Linked DNA regions of Mus musculus: region 1 is linked to region 2. A link is a contact called in public HiCAR-type data. All regions are on one chromosome and are shown on one strand. The core of a region is the stretch at or near the end of the contact, and the rest is flanking DNA. Distances in the headings are between cores, read along the strand shown.

What was found. HiCAR-type assays count read pairs that join an accessible place to other places.
Region 1: a HiCAR-type map of astrocytes shows a contact between it and region 2, with 5 times the contacts expected there. The contact joins two enhancer-like sites. A contact is called at or near these places in 5 of 484 Hi-C or Micro-C datasets (the N1E-115 cell line, gonadal supporting cells, nephron progenitors and 2 more) and 3 of 115 datasets of contacts at active chromatin or transcription factors (astrocytes and neural progenitor cells).

The regions. Positions count from the first base shown.
Region 1 is chr19:56,027,171-56,031,712 of GRCm38.p6, reverse strand. No RefSeq gene overlaps it. Among named protein-coding and RNA genes, the nearest start is that of Gm4470, 49 kb to the left of the region's middle. Within about 2 kb of position 2,177, at least 117 of the 459 cell types and tissues checked have an H3K27ac peak or open chromatin away from gene starts, as enhancers often do. A contact at or near this core is called in the N1E-115 cell line, astrocytes, neural progenitor cells and 1 more, where this site is marked.
Region 2 is chr19:55,951,537-55,955,959 of GRCm38.p6, reverse strand. No RefSeq gene overlaps it. Among named protein-coding and RNA genes, the nearest start is that of Gm52391, 16 kb to the right of the region's middle. Within about 2 kb of position 2,494, at least 34 of the 459 cell types and tissues checked have an H3K27ac peak or open chromatin away from gene starts, as enhancers often do. A contact at or near this core is called in the N1E-115 cell line, astrocytes, neural progenitor cells and 1 more, where this site is marked.

The DNA of each region.
Region 1 (4,542 bases), core at 928-3,427, 76 kb before region 2:
CATCATGGCAATGCCAATATCAAAAGAAAAAAAAAAGAAAAGAAAAGAAAGGAAAGGAAAGGAAAGGGAAGGAAAAGAAGAGAAAATAAAAGAAAGAGAAGAAAAGAAAAAAGAAGAGAAGAAAAGAAAGAAAAGGAAAGAGAAGAGAAGAAAGGAAAGAAAGGGGAAGGAAAAGAAAAGAAGGGAAGGAAAAGAAAGGAAAGGAAAGGAAAGGAAAGATGAGAAAAGAGAAGAAAGGAAAGGGAAGGGAAGGAAAAGAAAAGAAGAGAAATGAAACGAAAAGAAAAGAAAAGAAAGGAAAAGGAAAGGAAAGGGAAGGGAAGGAAAAGAGAAAATAAAAGAAAGAAAAGAGAAGAAAAAGAAGAGAAGAAAAGAAAGGGAAGAGAAGAGAAGAAAGGGAAGAAAAGGGAAGGAAAAGAAAAGAAAGGAAAGGAAAGATGAGAAAAGAGAAGAAAGGAAAGGGAAGGAAAAGAAAAGAAGAGAAAAAAGAAAAGAGAAGAGAAGAAAAGAAAAGAAAAGAAAAGAAAAGAAAAGAAAAGAAAAGGAAAGAAAAGAAAAGAAAAGAAAAACATCACATAAGACAATCTGATTGGGAGCCTGGCTGTGTTCATAATTTAAATAATCACTGTACTAAAATTTCAAATCATTATCAAAGGAGCAACAGTGTAACAAAGATAACAAGAGAACATCTGTAAGGCACAACTCTGTGTGTGTGTGTGTGTGTGTGTGTGCGCGCGCGTGTGTGTGTGTGTGTGTGTGTGTGTGTGTGAATGTGTTTATGTATGTATGTGGTGTGGTATGTCTTTGTGTGTATTTGTCTATGTGTGTATATATGTGGGCACGGGTAGAGGGTATTAAAGGAGCTTATAAAAGCGTTCAGATGAGCTTGCTGTGGCATTTCTCATCTGTTCCTGAAGTCTGTTGATTCTGAGCCACCTTACTTCCAACTCCCAAGTGCAAGTAGGGTTGGGCATCGGGTGGTCCAGGGCACAGGCAGCATCTGGTGCCCAATGTGGTTATTGACTACTTCATTGTCCTCGTTTTGAGGCTGCTTGCAAACCTCCTTTTCTGGGGGCTCATTTTTTGCTTTGTGTTTCCAAAGCAAAGTTCTCCTAGGCCCACACAGGACTGTCTGTTTCTCATTTAGTGAAGTAAGTACTGTATTGCAGTTTGTAAAGAACTACCATGGAAAGGAAGGAGAGAGAGGTGGGGGGGGGGTTGGAGGGGAAGAGAAAGGGGGAGGGGGAAGGGAGAGAGAGGGGGAAGGAAGAGGTGGAAGGAGAGGGAGAAGGGGATGGAGAGGGAGAGTGGGACAGAGAGGGAGAGAGGGACAGAGAGGGAGAGGCAGGGGAGGGGGAGGGGAGGGAGATGGGGGACGGGGCAGGGGAGGGGGACGGGGGACGGGACCGGGACCAGGACCTGGACAGGGACACACCTAAAACCACCCAACTGGCTCACGTCTGGGCCTCACAGTCTTACAACAGAGCATATGGCAGCTGCTCACCAGCAGCATGCCTGTTACAAGTGGGCCTCAGCAGCTGTCCTTCCATCCATCACAGCTCCACCCAAGACCTTACTGGGGCACACCATAGGCAGGGTGTTTACAGCATGGCCAATGGATATGGCTGGACTGGCTTTCTGCTCCCAACAGTGAAGTGAAGCCTGAGAGCTAGCGCCTGGGAAGCTGAGGCTCTCTGAGTGTGGAGTGCCATATACTGGGCTCCGGAGGAGCGGGAGGTGAAGGATCATTTCCGCAGTGGAACTTGGGGTCGGAAGGAGCAGCAGCAGCCGCTGCTGGGAACTTGACTGCGCAGCCCTGTGTCTTTTGTTGTCACCGATTGTCCCTCCTGCAGCCTGCCACTGGGACCCCTGAATGCACCGCAGACATTCTTGGCACGCTGGGGCCTCGGTGCTGGGCTCAGGTTCATTAATCTGCCTGCCACTGAGTTGCTATGAAAAGAGGAAATTGTTTCCCTGCTCCCGGAGAAGCAAGGAGAAAGAGCTGAAGCAGGAAGAAGGCCCAGGCCGACTTCCCACGTGCAGCCAGGGCTGGGGTGCTGCAGCCTGGAGCCCAGAGCACCAGAAAGAGCTGGCATGTCCCTCCCTGGAAAAACCTTCCGTGCACGTGGCCAGGCCATTAATTAGCCCAGTAACAGACGCTAGCCCTGAGTCACCATGGAGCACAGACAATAAGGCCTGTGTGCTAAGGGAGATGACAAATGAGGGCCACAGAGGAGAGGAGGAGAGCAGCAAAGAAGCCGAGGACCAGAAGACCGCCGGGCCAGAGAGCTGGTGTGATTTCCAAAGGCTGGCCCATGAAGGAGGGGAACCTGCGATTGTCCCAGAGCCGTGTAGGAAATCTACCTTTCCACTCTAAATGGACAAATGGCAATTTTGACAGCCACAGAACATGCCTGCTCTGGGCTGAGTCTCTTTGGGAAGGTTATGAATCAGAAATGTGGGATTGCGGGGCCTAGCTCACATCAGGCTTAACAGTGGGAAAGTAAGCATACCAAGGAGCCGGCTAAGGTAAAGAAGGTCCCGCTCTGCTCAAGACTCGATCTAGCACAGGGAGAGCCCAGAGCCCTTAACAAGTAGGGAGGTGCCGGAGCACACAAGGATGAGGGGGTCGGGGAAGAAAGAGAGAGGAAGGTAAAGATAGCAGCTGTAAGACCCATGCCCAGTCTTGGCTTTGGAGGTTGACAAGCTTAGATCGCTTAAGCATTGGGGAAGTCCCTGTGGCCCGTGAGTCACCTGAGGGTCAGAGTGTTGATGCCACAGCCCCATTCCTTGAGCAGACATCTTCCACGGGAACATCTACGTATGCTCTTCGTGTCCTTTCCCCGGATGTTTTAGTTTTCCATTGGCAAACAGATCAGTTCACTATTTTTATTATTTAGTTTTCAAAAGCCACAAAAATCTAGGCATAAAATTCCCATCGATTCAAAAAGTTCTATCCCTTCTCTATAATCAGCCCCTCCCCCCACCCCAGACTCCCCGCGCCCTTCTAAGCTGGTGACCTTCCCTTCCAGCTGCCTTTCCTGGGTCTTCCTACCCAAGGAATCAGGTGTTTGTACCGTCTGGTTCCCTTCACTCAGCACAATGTATCCGACATTTGTCTGGGTTGCTGGTGTTGGCCCATCTGAGTTGTTGGGTATTGGCTCTTCATTGCTGAAGGGTGTCCTGTTATGTGTAAGTACAGTTCTTGGGTAACTCCTCCAGTGGGGAACACCTCTCACCCCATCCTGGCCCTGACTTTTCTAGAATGCTTTTACTCGGGGAGACTATTTTAAAAGTTACTGACTGGGGCCAAAACTTTAGTATAACCTATTTTTTCCTCCCTCTATGGTTTTTTAAGGCTTCTCAGGATAATGGTTTCACTTAGCATTGACCTCTCAAGCTCAGAAGAAACATGCCTTTGATGTTTTGCTTGTCTTTGTGTGTTTCAGTATGTCAAAGTACACAATCCAAAGACTTTCAGTGTATCCATTGTTATACACACCACCACCACAGTTGATTTAGAATGTCTTAATTATTACAGTAGAAATCTCTAACTCCATAGCTGTCATGACCAGTTCTCCATAGCATATTGAACTGGCCACCACTAATGTGCTGAGTCTAGAAATGTGCTAGCCTGGTATTTCACATAAAATATTACCATGTGACCCTTTATTCTCTACCCTCTGACCCTTTGCATAACGATTTTCAAGTTTTGCCTATGAGTCAGGAGTTCGTTTTTTAATTGGGAATACTGTTTCATTGTGTGGACATACCACATTATTTATCTATTTGCCAGTTGATGTACACTTGGTCTCTTCTTCCTTTTGGTTCTTGTGAATAATGTTGTTTTGGCCTCATGTATTGGTCTTATGGGGGTATGTGCTCTGGCCTTGAACTCTGAGATTTACTTGCCTCTGTCTCCTGGGATTAAAGGTGTGTACTACCTTGCCTGGGCCTAAGCTTTTCATGGCCACTGTTCCTCAAGATCCAGATCAAAACCCTGTGTCTTCAACCTCAAGATCTGGATCACAAGTGTGCCTTCTATTTCTGGATTGTAGTTCATAGCAGATTAAAAGTCTAAACTAAACTATTCCTTGTTCAACTGCAGACACAAACAATAAGCTTAGCTGGGTGGGATCTTGCCCTGAGATTATTACTTCTTTAATCTCTTTATCTCCTTGAACATAGGATTCAGCTGCATTTCTTCTCCTGGTGCCCCTTTATTATGTCTTGAATCATACATTTTATATTTTTCTTTTCTATGCTTGCTACACTTGTTCAAAACACTCTTCATGAGAATTAACCAAAGAATAAAGTCTCTTTGGGGCTTTTGTTTTGTTTTGGTTTTGGTTTTGGTTTTGGTTTGGTTTGGTTGTTTTGTTTTGTTTTGTTTTTCGAGCCAGGGTTTCTCTGTATAGCCCTGGCTGTCCTAGAACTCACTTTGTAGACCAGGCTAACCTCGAACTCAGAAATTCACCTGCCTCTGCCTCCGGAGTGCTGGGATTAAAGGCATGAGCCACCATGCCTGGCTTCTTTTGGGCT
Region 2 (4,423 bases), core at 1,245-3,744:
TATAGATCTAAGTCAGTTCACCTGGGGAGAGAATGTATAGAAAGAATGGTCTGCACTAAATGGTTATGTTTCCCCTTCCACTCTCTGCCTTCAAATTCGTGTGCTGAAGCCCTGTCCCTCTGTGTGAGGGTTTCAAGAGGCTGACTGTATTGCAATCTCAAGAGTGGAGCCTTAGGAATAGGATGAACACACTCCTGGAGGATAGGTGAGCCTGGTTCCTCTCCATCCAGGCTGTGTGAAGATGTAAGAACTCTGACAGCTGTAAGCAAAGACTTTACCCTCATCACACACAAAATATGCTAGGGTTCTGGCCATGGACTAAGCCATCATTTAAGACTTTCAACCTATAGTAATTTGTTACTGCACCCTACACAAAGACAGTGATATTTCACATCATGGTTCTAGACGAGGTTAGCTGCATAGGCAGAGCCTAAGTTCCAAGAGCTGAGTAAGGAGAGTCAAGTTATTTTCCTTTGATAATTTTGCTTCCTGAAGCTTGTCTCCAGATTTCCCAAAGTGTACCCCATACCCTGCTGAACTGCAAGGCTCCCTTCCCGGCTCCTGGACCAGATGCCCTGTAGTGGCACCACACCCACCCAGCTAGCCAATGGCAGAGAACAGTTCCTTTGGTCTTCTCAGAATCTTGGCACCAAATGCCCAACTAGCCCTTGCCAGAGTCTTGCCCTGCTGGGTTCTTACCTCTTCCTGGAACAAACGAGGAGAAGAGACCATAGATGGCAATCTCTTGTTGACAGCTCTCTCTGTGCCAATGTGACTTCAGGCTTAGCCTCTCCCTACCCATGGCAAAGGTTTTTCAAGTCTGGTCTCCGCATAGGTATGGCTCACAGAGGTTGGACCTTCTTCTTGGTAAGTCTTCCTGCCCCAGAGCAGTAGTGACTTATAACAACAACCCCAGTGATCTACAGGGGGTGCTCAGAGCAGAGTCCCCACAGATGGGGTACACCTGATGGTCTCAAGAAGTGAAGTGAAAGGAAACCCAGAGGAGTAGTGGGGACTCCAAGGGTCTTGGACCCAGGATCACATGTGAACTGTACACATTATGCTATGCTTGTCACAACAAGATGCCCACAGAGCTATGCTTGCCCAGAAAGAACAGTACCATGAGACATGATTTGGGGTCTGTCTCCTTGATGTCTCGTTCCTGACAATCAACCTTGAGCTCACTTCTCAATTCTTTGTATGAGTGTGGTGGGATGCGTGTTCATGTGGGTGCCAAAGGTCACCCTTGGGTGCTACTCCTCAGAAGCCACCCACCTTGTTTTTGAGATAGGGTCTCTCAATAGTTTTCCTGGAGTCCATCACTTAGGCAAGGCTGGCCAGCCAGAGAGCTGCAGGATTCACCTATCTCTGCCTCTCTAGCACTGGGTTTACAAACCAGCACCTGGCTCTTTTGTATATGATTTCTGGAGATTGAACCCAGGCCCTCACACTTGCTTGGTGTGACAGACTAAGCTACCCCTCACCTCTGCTGCCTGATTTCTTTTTATTTATTTATTTATTTATTTATTTTTACATATTTTCCTCAATTACATTTCCAATGCTATCCCAAAAGCCCCCCATACCCTCCCCCCCACTTCCCTACCCACTCATTCCCATTTTTTTTTTGGCCCTGGTGTTCCCCTGTACTGGGGCATATACAGTTTGCGTGTCCAATGGGCCTCTCTTTCCAGTGATGGCCGACTAGGCCATCTTTTGATACATATGCAGCTAGAGTCAAGAGCTCCGGGGTACTGGTTAGTTCATAATGTTGTTCCACCTATAGGGTTGCAGATCCCTTTAGCTCCTTGGGTACTTTCGCTGCCTGATTTCTTTAGGTCTGCTGCCTGATACCTTTGGGCCTGCCATTCATTATCTCCAAGTTTCTCATTTGCATGATTTAGGCTTGTGGCTCACTCAATGCCTAGACCTATCTCCTGATTGCTTTGGGTCCCCAGACTTTTCTGGCTTTGCACTCTGGATTATTTAAACCGGGTGTGTCATATCTTTGGGTCTGCTGCCAGACTACCCAAAGCCCCAGGAGCTTGGGCTGCTGTTGAATGTTGGGCTACTTGGAACATGACCCCCAGGGGCTGCTGTCAGGAAGGAGCTGAATACTCCTAAGTCAGGCCTCCAACAGCAACTATTGTGATTAGGCAAGGGACTCCTGCTTTGAAAGGAACATCTGTACGGTTTGTTTTACTCCATGATACCTCCTCAGCCACCTTTCCCTCCCCCACCCCCCCAGAGACAAACTCATTTACACATGCGATTTTTTTCCTCACTTTTTGATAGTCCATGTTTAATAGGGAACCATGAGTAAGGTCCTGTGCTTCTGGGCAGAATCTCAGAGCTAGCAGGCCAGGCAGGAAGCCCGGGAGCAGGGTGGGAACAGGCCAAGAAAAACCCCCAGGCCTCAGGCTACCCAGGAGGGCTCATACCCATGGTCTGCTCACCAAAGCCTCTCCTCAGAGCTCTTTGGGACTGGCCTGGACTGCTGCCAGCAGCCACTGCACAGTCCTTTTGCAGAGCCAAGGAGACAAAACAGAGCCTGATTTAAGAGAGAGACACAGGGGTCTCTTCTCTGAGCCCTGCCGCAACTGGGACCAATCCAGGCAGATGACTGGACACAGGGCAGGGGCCTCCGGAGGCATAATGTACAATATTCATCAGGAGCAAGAGAATCAGGCAGGAGCAGAATAATAAATAAAGCCACTCCCATTTAGCAAACCCTCTTTGGAAGCCAGGCACCAGGCTGTGTTCCACACACATGTGTCTGCTCGCAAAGGCACAATAATGAACCAAAGTTTGCACACCTATGAGAACAGCTAAAATGTTAAAAAGCAGGTATCAAATGCTAGTGAGGTTCCAGAGCCACAGGAGCATCCCAGTGACTCTACAGAATGGTATGGCCACCATGCAAAGCAAGAGTAGTTTTGTTTGTTTGCTTGCTTGTTTGTGTGTGTGTGTTAATTTAATTGCAGCATTCCTCCATTTCTTCCCTCTAAGTCCTCCCACCAACCCCTCCCACCCCTTTCAAATCCATAGCCTCTTTTTAAAATTGTTGTATGCATACATGTATGTACATACATTCCTAAATATAACCTGTTGAGTAAACATAATGTTACTTGTGAGCATATTTTCAGGGCTGGCCATTGGGCATTAGACAACCAGTGGGTGTACTCTTCCCTGGGCAAGGGCTCCTCCACATGCCCGGCTTTATGGTTTTACTCCATTGCTTGTAGGTCTTTGTGTAGGGTTGAGGCCTCCTGGGCTTTTCCCCATCCAATTCGACCTTGTTCTGCACATGTTTGGGTGGTCATGTTGGTGAGGTTTTATGGGTATAGCTTCTGATGTTGCCAGGGGATGTAATCTCACACCAAACATCCCCCATAGCAAACTCCAGCCCCCTTCCCGTCTACAGCAGGGCAGTTTCTTACATTACATACCCCTACCATACAACCCAGGCAGCATTCCTAGGTGTGAGGAGCGGGTGTGGCAGCAGTCCCAAGATGGCGCCCAGGACTGCAGCTAAGTCTTATGACTTGCACTGGACTTCCTCATACGCCTGAAAATAAGCCACAACCATCGTGAGAGCTGCGCAGGTGCCCCATAATACTGGCGAATCCATATTTGGTGGAGATGTGCCCCTGCTGCCCTGATTGGCTGAAGCTGCGTGCCTGGTGAGGTGACGTGGCCTGCTGTGAGTGGATGGGGACTGAGAGTATATAAGAGTGAGAGGCCCGGGGTTCGAGAGAGAAAGATGAGGAAAAAGATGAAGCGAGAGAGAGGAAGACTGAAGTTTGCTGAATAAACTGCTGTTAGAAGGACTGGTGGCCGTGTCGTTCTTGCTGGTCGAGAGCCGACGCGACACCTAGGGATTTATCTGACCGCAGTTCACAGTGTAGGATTATCACAAATTGGGAACAACCCAATGTCCTGAATTGATCATCATCAACAACAACAACATCGGTTCTTTTAAAACCCCAGAATGTTTCCCCAGTGGGAAATTTCCATAAGTAGAAGACCACTCGCTGACATGACGTCCTCATGACAGGGAAAACATAGGAGAAGAATCAGGTTGGTGGTTGCCCGGGGCTGGGGTATAGACAGAGCATAAGGACTATATTATAATTGGGCTTGAAAAGAGTCTGTGTCGATTGTGATCATGGGAGTGATCCCACACTGTGTACATTTGTCAGAGTTAACAGAAGTGGATCCAAAAAGGACAGATATTACTATGTTCAAATTAAGCCTTAGTCGTTTTTTTAAACACGGAGGGAAAAAAAAGCTCAAAGATTCAAGAGGCAACCAGCCAGGACGTGGCACAGGCCAGCCCAGCTGTTGAACCACTGAGCTAAGCTAGCCTTGCTCTGGAGACCATCTGGCCCAGGCCTCTTCTGCCAAGAGACGTGGCCTTGCCAGG